3 separate regions of the Mus musculus genome follow, and all the other regions are linked to region 3. Evidence: chromatin contacts called from public HiChIP or PLAC-seq and promoter capture Hi-C data. All regions are on one chromosome and are shown on one strand. The core of a region is the stretch at or near the end of the contact, and the rest is flanking DNA. Distances in the headings are between cores, read along the strand shown. Region 1 holds the start of Usp4 (ubiquitin specific peptidase 4 (proto-oncogene)). Region 2 holds the start of Klhdc8b (kelch domain containing 8B). Region 3 holds the start of Traip (TRAF-interacting protein).

Region 1 (3,329 bases), core at 376-2,875, 400 kb after region 3:
TTTGTTTTGTATTAGTTTTTTGAAGGACATGCTTTCCTATCCGCCAAGAAACTGTTTTACTTGCCTTACTGTTAAGAACAGGATTTGTGCCAGGTGTGGTGGTGCACACCTTTAACCACAGCAGGAGGCAGAGGCAGGCGGATTTCTGAGTTCAAGGTCAGTCTGGTCTACAGAGTGAGTTCCAGGACAGCCAGGGCTACACAGAGAAACCCTGTCTCGAAAAAAAAAAAACCGAAACAAAACAGGATTTGCCTGAAAAGCAAAAGCTCACCAGTTGCCCGGGCATCTCCACAGATGGCTTTCTACCATGCTTTTAAACCTGTTCCAGAGCAAGATTTTCAAGACTTGCAATCTTTTCTTTTTCTTCTTCTTCTTCTTCTTCTTCTTCTTCTTCTTCTTCTTCTTCTTCTTCTCCTTCTCCTTCTCCTTCTCCTTCTCCTTCTCCTTCTCCTTCTCCTCCTCCTCCTCCTCCTCCTCCTCCTCCTCCTCCTCCTCCTCCTCCTTCTCCTTTTCTCCTTCTCCTTCTCCTTTTCCTTCTTCTCCTCCTCCTCCTTCTTCTCCTCCTTCTCCTCCTCCTTCTCCTCCTTCTCCTTCTTCTTCTTCTTCTTCTTCTTCTCCTCAAGACAGGGTTTCTTGTAGCCTTGGTTGTCCTAAAATTCTCTCTGTAGACCAGGCTGGCTTCGAATTCAGAGATCTGCCTACCTCTGCCTCCTGAGTGCTGGGTTAAAAGCCTGTGCCATCACCGCCCGGAAGAAAACGGAATCATTGTTTCAGGAAAAAATTAAGATGCCTGGACCTCTGTCGGCTTCGGTGGTTGCTACTCTCTCCTTGACCTGGATGGCTGACAGGATACAAAGTTGTTTAAGACAACTTTGTTTTTTGCGTCTATTTATGACTTTATTTTTGTTTTTTGCAGGTGTGGTGATGTATGCTTTTAATCCCAGCACTCTGGAGAAAAGGGCAAATGGGCCTAAATTCGAGACTAGCCTAGATTACATAAACAGCTCCAGGACAGCAGCTAGAAGAAACCTGTCCCAAACAAACAACAAATTTCACTATTGTGTGCCTGTTTGGCGAACGCGTGCCACAGTGTCTGTGTCGAGAACAAAGGACAACTTTAAAGAGTCAGTTTTCTTTTTCCACTTTTACACGGGTTCTGGGGATCAAACCCAGTTGTCACCCACGTAGCCATCGCGCCGGCCCTTGTTTGAAACAACTATTAATGGCTGGACCACACCGGACAGTCCAGATCTCAATGCGTCCGTGTGCACTTGGCTACAGGGGCTGCCGAGGCAGTAAATTCAATCTCGCATTTAGGCAGTCTTGCTGAAAGCCGCATGGAACCGAGTGGAAACAAGAAAAGCAAGCGGCAGGCTCCTCCTGCACGGATTTAGCATCAGGCTAACCTCACAGGCCAGGATGGAGCGAGTGACTGATGGGTCGAGGGCGGGCCAGCAGTCAGATCGCAGGAGCCGCTCAGACACGGGTGGATGTGGCCGCCGCCTCTGGGCGTCCAGCCTGCTTCTGTCCGCTTCGGCTCCGGAGGGGGCGGGGGGGGGTTAACAGCGCGTGGGGGCGGGGAGAAGAGGCGAAAGTCGACGGCGGTGCCGGGCGCGCGCACGTGCGTGGTTACGTGCGTGCGTGGGCGCGGCCCATAGCACGCCGTGCGCTAGGCGGATGTCCGGGCCGGCTGGGCCGGGGCGGCGGACGAGATGGCGGAAGGCCGGGGCAGCCGTGAGCGACCGGATGTGGAGACCCAGAAGACGGAGCTCGGAGCCTTGATGGGGACCACGCTCCAACGTGGGGCGCAGTGGTGAGCGTCCGCCCTGCCCTCCTGCGGCGCAGAGCGTCTAGCCGGCTCGCTGGCCCTCAGGCCGGACCTCTGTCCTCAGTTTTAGGTGGAGGCGGGCCGGGGGCGGTGCCTGGAGTCTGAAAGAGTGGCTTGACAGCGGCCGCTGATGAAAGAAACCCCGGGATCAGCTGGGGGACAGCGCTGACAGGCGTGGGGTTTGTCCCGGTCCATTCGGATTCACAGTAGTCTTGGACCGGCGGGGACAGGGGGTGTAGAATATAGAAAAGGGGGCGCGCTGGGGTCGGCGGGAGCGGGAAGGTGGGGGAAAGCACTTAACCACCGAAGACTTGGGCGCTTGATGGTGACCTTGGTGGGGGAAGTTTCCACCCCTTACACACCTCCGATCCTTAACAATTAAAACCTCGGTAGCAATTTGTGGCTTAGGACGCTCCTGGCGTGGAGAGAGGATCCGAAGTGGATACTTTGTAACTTGTAAACTGTGATACTTTGTAACTTGTAAACCGTGGGACAGGATTCAAAGCCAAAAACTAGAAGCCAGTTGTCAGATGGTCCGGGACAATTGTAGCAGTAGTTAGATGTAAGAGTGGGAGGGGAGGGGAAGGGAGGGGAGCTTGACTCCTGGAGCAAAATAGAAGATCGAAAGTTACAAGACTTTGCCAGGCACGCTGGCATATGCTTTATTGGTTTGCAGGAGCAGAGGCTGTAGGATTGCTGTAGGTTCAGGGCTGGTCTCATACAGTGAGCAGCACCCCCCCCCCAAAAAAAAAGTTCCAGGTTTACTAGAGCAGATTCAAATATGAGGCCTCTTAAGAGATTGTTAACTAGAAGGGATTGTACTCCCCAGTCGGGGAGAAATGCCTGGGTGGTGCTGCTGTGTAGGAGTCAAATAATAGGGTAGGTTTCTCATTGATTATGACCAATATGAGGACTGAAAAAGAGAACAGAACTTATGTGTTTGGGGTGTGGTCTAGGTGTAGTTTATGGTGTTTAAATTGAGCCAGTGAAAGGCCAGACAAATAGAGAGAGGTACTTTAGAAATTCTGCAAAGGGATGACACAGAAAGAATATTCAGGTTGGTCTGGATGCTCATGCCTGTAGTCTTAGTCCTGGAGGAGTATTGCTGCCAAATTTCAGGGCCAACCTCAGTGACATAGTAAAAGCCTTGTCTCAAAAAAAAAAAAAAAATGGTGGTGGGTAATGTGATTAATAACTTAGTAACATAGTTTTACTTGTAGAAAGAGTCCATTTGAAATGATTGCTCATGGGCTGGTGAGACTGCTCAGCATCTGAGAACTTAGATTATTCTTGCAGTGCCTGAGTCTGAGGCCCAGCACTCGGGTTTGGTGCCTCCCTGCCATCTGTAACTCAAGCTCCAGCTCCAGGGATAGCAACTCCCCTGACCTCCGTGGGCACTGGGAGTCATGCTCAAACTCAGGCACATAACCAAAGCATAATTAAAAAGAAAAACTCAGCCCAGGAGCGGTGGCACACATCTTTAGTCCCAGCGCTTGGGAGG
Region 2 (3,607 bases), core at 457-2,956, 500 kb after region 3:
CCAGAGTCTCAGCAGTATCCAGAGGTAACCCAGCCCGGCCACAGCCCCCCAACACCAGCAGGTGTCCGTCCTGGTGTGCCACTGTACCATATACCCGGCAAGTCGGCATTGGGGGGAACACCTGCCAAGCAAAGGCCCGACCACCTCCTGCAGCCATGGTACTCGCTCACTGCCCGTGGTAGGCCATAGTATCTGCTCAGGCTGTGGGCCTCACTGGGGGGACATGATAAGGCCTCATCTTGATTCTGTCAGGGCTGGATGGGTGTGTCTGCCCAGTCCAAGGGATCTTGCCTTGACCTGGAGGGGAGGCAGAAAACAAAGGGTCAGGGCCACTGTCAAGAAACAGATGAACAACATGTAGCTGAAGGCAGGCCAGGCCCAAAACCACTCGTGCAGAAAGACCCACACCTTTGACTAACACTCTACTGGTGAAGGTCCTTCTATAGTGGGAAGAATAGATTCCAGGTACCCAGAAGGCGTTCTCGGTTCTTGTGGGAACATGAGGGATTCTTCCCTCCCCAACCTTAAGAACTAGCAAATAGTAACTTGATCAATTTAGAGTGGAAGGGAAGATAGAGCCCAAATCTCCATCCTAGCGTGCTTCCTGTCCCAACAAGTCTTATCTCAGTGCTCCAAGAGAGTTCTGCATCCTCTACACACTGGCATCTAGTGTGCCTTCAACAACCTGGGTCCAGCCATCAGGGTCCCTCATCCTGTAGTCCTTACAAGAAGGATCTTCTACAAGGTATAACCATTTATATCAGCAAAAGGCCAGTCTCATATGCGAGACCCAAAGGGGCTAGACTCCAGGATTCCACACTCCCTTTGAAGTCCATCCTTTATGGGTGTGGCGATGCCAGCAGATTCCCTGCTGAGGAGGTTTTAAAAGGCTGGTGTAGAGAATCTCTTGAGCACAGGATTAGAAGGTCCCTGAGTCCAGGGCTTTTCCTGTAGGAATAAACGGCTGGATTCCTGACACCCCCCACCCAAGAGCACATTCCTTAGCCTCCCCTTTTGCTGTGTGTGTATCTCTCTGTGTCTATGTCTCTATGTGTATGCTGGGGGTCTCCACTCTCAGTCCCGGGATTTAACAGGGACGGCCTCCTGGCCCCAAACTTCCAACTCAAAGGAGAGTGGGGGGCGGGTCTGGCTAGTGGGTTTAATTAAGGTTCTATCCTTCATGCCCCAAACTTCCCCTGCGCGAGGTTCCCGCGGGACTCACCTGCTGGATCTCAAATGTCGCCAGGGCACGGGGTCCGCTGTTCCGCCTCCGCCTCCGCTGGCTCCGGCTAGGGCTGAAGCTGGGCTCTGGTGGGGCTCCCGCACCGCTCCGGCGTGGGGCGGGGCTGGACCGGGTCCGCCCCTCGCTCCCCCCTCCCCAGATTCGGGGAAACCTCCTCCCGCCTTAACTCTGCACATGCCACGGCAGGAGTAGGGCGCACCGACCCACGGTCACCCAAAATGAACAGACAGGCATATGGACATCCGGCCGGCCAGGATTTAGGGCTCTACCTGGGGCGATGATAGAAATGAGGCAGCGGCGAGCAACACAACACCGGTATGGTGGGATCGGAGGCGGGTGTCGTTGTGAGTCGGATCCACTCTGGGTACAATCAGCCAGGGGCTAGCCAGTGGAACCTGGGGCCTTTAGGGGTCGGAGTCCGCCCATCACAACTGAGCTTGGAGGTGCCAAACCACAAGCTTCCCAGCGGCGCCCCCTAGAGGCCACTAGGGCTGTAGCCTGGGCCTCTGGTTGGGGAGCCCAGCCGAGCTGTCCTAACCATGACACAAAGCAGGACACAGAAAAGATCCCTTAGTGTATATGGAGACTAGCAGCTTGTAGGGTGGAGGGGCAGACTGTACTAGCCTTGGGGCCTATCTAGACCTTCTTTATAGAAAAGTAGGTTATTTTTGCTTCGATCCGAGCAGTGGATGTGCACAATCAGCCAGATGCCAGGAGTCTCTCTGCCTAATGCTACTCTGGGGCTACTACTCAGAGGTTGGGTGACTGTTCATCTTCAGGGTACAGAGCTCATCTCTAGCCAACTCCGTGGTCATGTGATAGCAAACTGGTGTGACAAAGACTCCCCTGGAGTGAGAATTCTGAAATTTTGATTTCTTTTAACATCAGAGAAATCGTATAGGAATATGTTTTTGTTTTAATGCCAGGTGTGGAGATACGGGGCTGCTTCCCAGCAGCTGACTACGATTTGCCTGTGTTCTAGCAAAAGCAGGGTTTTGCCAGCTGCACATAGTTTCTGTGATTGTGTTATGTTTGGAATTCTGGGTACTTCTCAGAGGATATAAGTTTGAGAGCCCTGGGGGGTGGATGGGTGGTTGTTGGCCATCAGTGGGGAGGGGACTAGTTGCAGTTTGTTAGTTGTCAAAAGAAATTAGATTCAAGGACCTCTATTTATCTCTCCCCTCTATCCTTCTTTCTCTCCTATCTAGTGATAGGGGTTGAAACTGGGGGATGAAGGGTGGGAAAAAAACCCACAAAGTAGCAAAGACCAGCTGCATCCACCTACCTCTGATTCACACTTTGGCTCAGCCTATCTTGTGAGCATTCTGATCAGCCGAAGCTTCCAGTTGGAAAGCTTGTGTGAACAGCTCCTGCACTTGTCTGTGTCTGCTCATTGATTCCGACCCTTTTGTGTACAGTGTTTAGCTTAATTTTCCCAACGCAGATCTTGAGGCAGTGACACAAGTGTGTGTGGTTAGTGTAGGAGGTGAAGCCAGGAAGCACCCGCAGAGAAGTAGCAAGAAGACCAAGGAAAGCAGCCAATAAAGGAGGTACCATCAGTTACCACCGTGGGTAACTGCAACCTGGGGATTCTGGGAGGTGACTAGAAACATGGGTCTTATATTGTTACTGCTCCCAAGAACAAGGGGACCTAAGAAACCCACCTTCACATCCCCAGGGATCATACAGTACTAATGCCTTTGCATGCCCAAAATTCTGACTGTCCAAAATGTGGATGAACCCTTCTTTATGACTAAATAGAGCCTATAGCTCTCTCAGTGGTTGTCAGTTTGAAGTGAAGGGCATGTCTAGAAATGATGGCGCAAAGACTGGCCTCAAACTGCACAGACTCTAAAGGGCCCTTCTCTACCACTCAGTGCCAAGTCTCCCATCCTCAGGCTGCTCCTCACTTGGGGCTCTGGTATGTACCCCATGTTCTCGTGTCCTCATGTTCCCCACTGTCCCTGTTCTAAGCCCCCTCTGCTTGCTTTCCTACTGTTTACCACTTACAAGCATCTGCTTTTTAATGTCTCCCAGTCTAAGTCAAGGCTATCTCTTTCTGCTCCCTCTGAATTCTGAAGCCATCTGTCCCCAGATGCCACTGCCTTGTTATCTGCCACCTCGTCTCTTGCTACTTCTTCCTCCAAATTGTTTTTGAAGCAATTGCAATTCTTGTTTGTTTCTAGACAGGGTTCTCTGTGCAGCAGTCCTGACAGCCCTGGAACTCGCCTTGTAGACCAGACTAGCCTGTAACACAGAGCGATCTGTTATCTGCCTCTTCCTCAACCCCAGTGCTGGGATGAAAGGCCCCAGTGAACTTTTTTTTTTCTTTTTTGAGTCAGATCTCCTGTAGCTCAGGCTAAT
Region 3 (3,717 bases), core at 1,022-3,521:
AGGCCCTGCAAACCTCATCCTTTCCCAGGCCCTAAATGGGTGGCCTTGCCCTGAGAGCTGGTCCTCCAGCGAGGCCCTGTCAGCAGTGTTAGGCTCCTGCACGGGAAGGTGTGTACCTGTGGTGTTTGGGCTGCTCTAGGAGTGTGCAAGAGAGGATGCAGAAAACCTAGGGCAGTGTGCTTTAAGTCAAGTCTGGTCACGTGGTAGGGAGCAGGCATTGCATGTTAGCTGTGGGGATCCTCAGAAGTGGGAGAGAGAATGGGTAGAAGCTTCCATCTTTTTTCCCTGGGTGGGGGTGGCGATCTTCCCTCTTGAAGATCCTTGTGTTATTTCATAGCCTCCTGAGTCCTGTAGCGGGTTGCTCTGTATCCCGATTCTTAGGAGACTCTAAAGGAAGAGAGAAACATGTCGGACACAGCAGCGACGCCTAGGAGAACAGAGTACAGTGCCCCAGCCTATCTGGCTCCTTCCTGTGAGCTGGATAGGGAGGGCTGGTGTCCCCCCATCCCCCCATCGTCTTCCTAGATGCCATTACCAAGAAAGAGACCTTTGCCATAGCCACCTCATGCAGGCTCAGGCAGTAAATCCTATTCCTCCCAGGGAGGCGTGGCAGCACCTCATAGGCTGCGTTGGGAGCATGCTTTTCACAGCAGCAGATTTTCTGCTCTTAGTGCAGCGATATGGGGAGGCTTTTCCTCTTTGTCTACCATCAGAGGCTGAGGTATTGCTCAGCCATGTGAAGTAGCTCTGGCTGGGATGAGGAAGTAGACTACAGTTCCCCAGCTCCCTGAGGGATGCTCTCAGCAGGTGCCCTTGGTCAGACCCTACCACAGCCTGAACAGGCAGCCACGCTGGTCCTTGCCCTTGCTCGGCACTCCATGGTGGTCCTGCCCTTCTCCCTGCATGCCTGTGGGTCTGCTCTGGTATGTGAAGGTTGGTGGGCTAACTGTGTGCCTACTGAACCTGGCAAATAAACGTCACCCTGCAAAGCCTCTGGCCACCCTCTTGCCTTTGCTTCCTCTGTCCTCTTGGGGAGGAGCCTATGGAAGGCAGTGCGGGAGGGACGAGGCTGTGGGACGATCAGTTTTTGGGTAGCGGTTGATGCTTAGTGTGTTGCTTGGAGTGAGAGTGGAGGTCACCTTCTCCAGTGTCTACCTGGATGATGTTGATGGGACTCCTCTGGACGCTAAAAATCCCACGAGAGTGGTGTGTTTCAGCTAAAAACTATCCCGAGCTGAGCGCCGAAGGGCTGACGCTTTTCCGATTCTTGTTGACAAAGAGCCTTTGTCTTAACTTGGACTTAGAGGTGGAATCTACTCAGGGCCAACCACTATAGGAAGTGACCTTGCGCGTGGGCACAGTGGGGAGAGGGTGGGATTGCACAACAGTTCTGTGCTTCTTGATGCCTACTTCCTGTGAATACCTGTGCTTTCCACTTAGACCAAAAAGATTTCATTCTGTCTTCCCCGGCTGGAGCAGACCTACTTTATAAAGTTATGTATGCTTCTTCTGAGGGAGTAATACTGCTAACGATACCGTAAAAATCGCTAAGGAGCCTCGCTTCAACTCAAGATGGCCTTTCTCAGGGAGGACCTTAAATTATCTGATGTGGGAATAATAAAGAGGGTTTGTTATTTCCTGGTCTTTGAAGCATCTGTACCTCCAAAATCACCATCCTACAGTCTCAGGTATGAGGCATTCTGGGAGGAAAGGGCTAAATTACTAGCTCCAGTGTCTACCTAATCTCAAAGGTTATTAGGTCATATTTGAATAAAGCCAGGACTAGTGTAGTGGTTCGAAGGGCTAGGACTTAATGTGTCCACCTTTCCAAGATGATCCATAGTAGAAGGTTTAGAAAGTGGGGAGCCCTCTTTCTGTTTGGGAACTGTGGGCTGCCAGCGTATGGCCTATTACTTTCCATAGCCATGGTACCATCATCCCCTTTTCTTGGCATTCCAGTCTATTTGACTGCCCTGAAGTGCAGCAAGAAGGGGTCTGGTTCACTTCGCACCGGCTCTAGCTTGAGACAATACCCGGCTTAGCAGGGATAGGGGTCAGACTGTAGTTTCACTGTTTTACGCCACAGGGGATCGCAGGGTTTTGCGGTAGAAACAGGGACCCACTCCCAGGAGACCCGAAGGAGCTAAATCCCAGGATTCCGCACGGCTGGCGGGCTGCTTATCACAGCCCTCCAGCGCCCCGCCCCGAAGTTTGTCCAATCAGAGGGAAGCACTCAGGCGTGGGTTTGTTATTCCTTCCGGTTCACTACCGGAAGTCGTGCGGTGGAGCGAAATTTGAAGGAACCGGAGCGGTGGCCGGTTCGGCCACCAAACTGTGTCTGTCGCTGGCAGCTGGTTCCCTGGGCTGCTTGAGTCGAGCCATCATGCCTATCCGCGCTCTGTGCACTATCTGCTCCGACTTCTTCGATCACTCCCGTGACGTGGCTGCCATCCACTGTGGCCACACTTTTCATCTGCAATGGTGAGTGACGGCGGTGTAGGGCCCCGTGCGTGTCCTAGAACCACTTAGACGCTATGGGGGTGTCGGGCCTAGAGACAATCCCTCCTCCGAACTAAGACAAGTGACGACGACATTAGAGGAGCCTCACGGAAGCTTTCCAACCTGGGCCGAAGTGGGCCAGGTGGAAGTGATACCGGTAGCCCACGGTGAAAGAGTGCTTCTTTATTGCGCTAAGAAATGACTTCAAAACTATTAGTTTGAGCGAAGATGAGCTTTTACTGCACTAACGAGCTATTGTATTTTATTTGAGAGTCAAGAGACAGACCAACAGCCGGGCGGTGGTGGCGCAAGCCTTTAATCCCAGCACTTGGGAGGCAGAGGCAGGCGGATTTCTGAGTTCGAGGCCAGCCTGGTCTACAGAGTGAATTCCAGGACAGCCAGGGCTATACAGAGAAACCCTGTCTCGCAAAACAAAACAAAAAAAGAAACAGACCAATTTATGCTGATAGGTTTCTGGCAATCTTTAAGGGTCTGTCGTTTGCTGGAATGCTTTGGATTGTTTCTATCCAGAAACACCTCGTTGATCAGACACTCCAGTACACCTGGCTTAACTTGGAATGGCAAGGAAGTGTGTTCCTGTCGTCGAGGGGTCCTGATGTTCAGTTGTCTTGTGGGTGACGAAAGAGTCCCTTTGCAACTGAGCAGGCTGATCCAAAGCTCCCAACCAAAGAGAAAATAAGGTAGAAGAGAGGTCTCCTTTGGGAGACTGGGAGGTTTTTGAGGGGCAATAGGGCCCACAAAGCAGGAAGTGGTGTGAACACTTCTGGGTGTCTCCCATTTGCAAAGCTTTGTTTAAAACCGACCTTAGAGTCTGTTGTGTTGCATATCCCAGTACAGGCTGGGGAGGAGGGACAGTGTGGAGACTGAATGATTGGGAGTTTTAAGGTTAGTCTCAGCTACATAAGTAAGGCAAAAGTCAGCCTGAATTTTCCCAGACCTTGTGTCAAAAAGACAAACAAACAAAACCACATAATACAGTGTTGTGTGGCCTGAGCTCCATTCCTAAGGAGCCATTGTGTAGTTAGGTTAGAAGTAACCCCGCCACTAAAGCTACTTTGTATCACCTGCTCTCTCCCTAAGCTTTCACCTTGGACTTTCCTGTGTAATTATGTTTTAGGTCTGTTTCTTGAAATCATATTTGGCTTTAAAAATTTGGTACTAAACTGAACCTTTTTAAGCCTTAAGTGTGAGCTTACT

The links. HiChIP or PLAC-seq counts read pairs in DNA pulled down with a chosen protein or histone mark. Capture Hi-C pulls out chosen DNA fragments and counts their contacts.
Region 1: a promoter capture Hi-C map of adipose tissue shows a contact between it and region 3. The contact joins the promoter of Usp4 here to the promoter of Traip in region 3. A contact is called at or near these places in 2 of 39 promoter capture datasets (hematopoietic stem and progenitor cells and neural stem cells), 1 of 484 Hi-C or Micro-C datasets (B cells), 1 of 115 datasets of contacts at active chromatin or transcription factors (bone marrow-derived macrophages) and 1 of 9 other capture datasets (adipose tissue).
Region 2: an H3K4me3 HiChIP or PLAC-seq map of bone marrow-derived macrophages shows a contact between it and region 3, with 5 times the contacts expected there. The contact joins the promoter of Klhdc8b here to the promoter of Traip in region 3. A contact is called at or near these places in 4 of 39 promoter capture datasets (cranial neural crest, liver and pre-B cells), 1 of 115 datasets of contacts at active chromatin or transcription factors (bone marrow-derived macrophages) and 1 of 9 other capture datasets (liver).

The regions. Positions count from the first base shown.
Region 1 is chr9:108,346,206-108,349,534 of GRCm38.p6, forward strand. It overlaps Usp4 (ubiquitin specific peptidase 4 (proto-oncogene)), which reads left to right and starts at 1,626. Exons shown (of 22, transcript NM_011678.2): 1 at 1,626-1,813. The coding sequence starts at 1,713.
Region 2 is chr9:108,451,095-108,454,701 of GRCm38.p6, forward strand. It overlaps Klhdc8b (kelch domain containing 8B), which reads right to left and starts at 1,707. Exons shown (of 6, transcript NM_001359428.1): 1 at 1,223-1,707; 2 at 1-297. The coding sequence starts at 157. It also overlaps a transcript of Ccdc71 not described here.
Region 3 is chr9:107,948,692-107,952,408 of GRCm38.p6, forward strand. It overlaps Traip (TRAF-interacting protein), which reads left to right and starts at 2,272. Exons shown (of 15, transcript NM_011634.3): 1 at 2,272-2,481. The coding sequence starts at 2,384. Camkv (CaM kinase-like vesicle-associated) reads left to right here. Exons shown (of 11, transcript NM_145621.2): 11 at 1-1,000.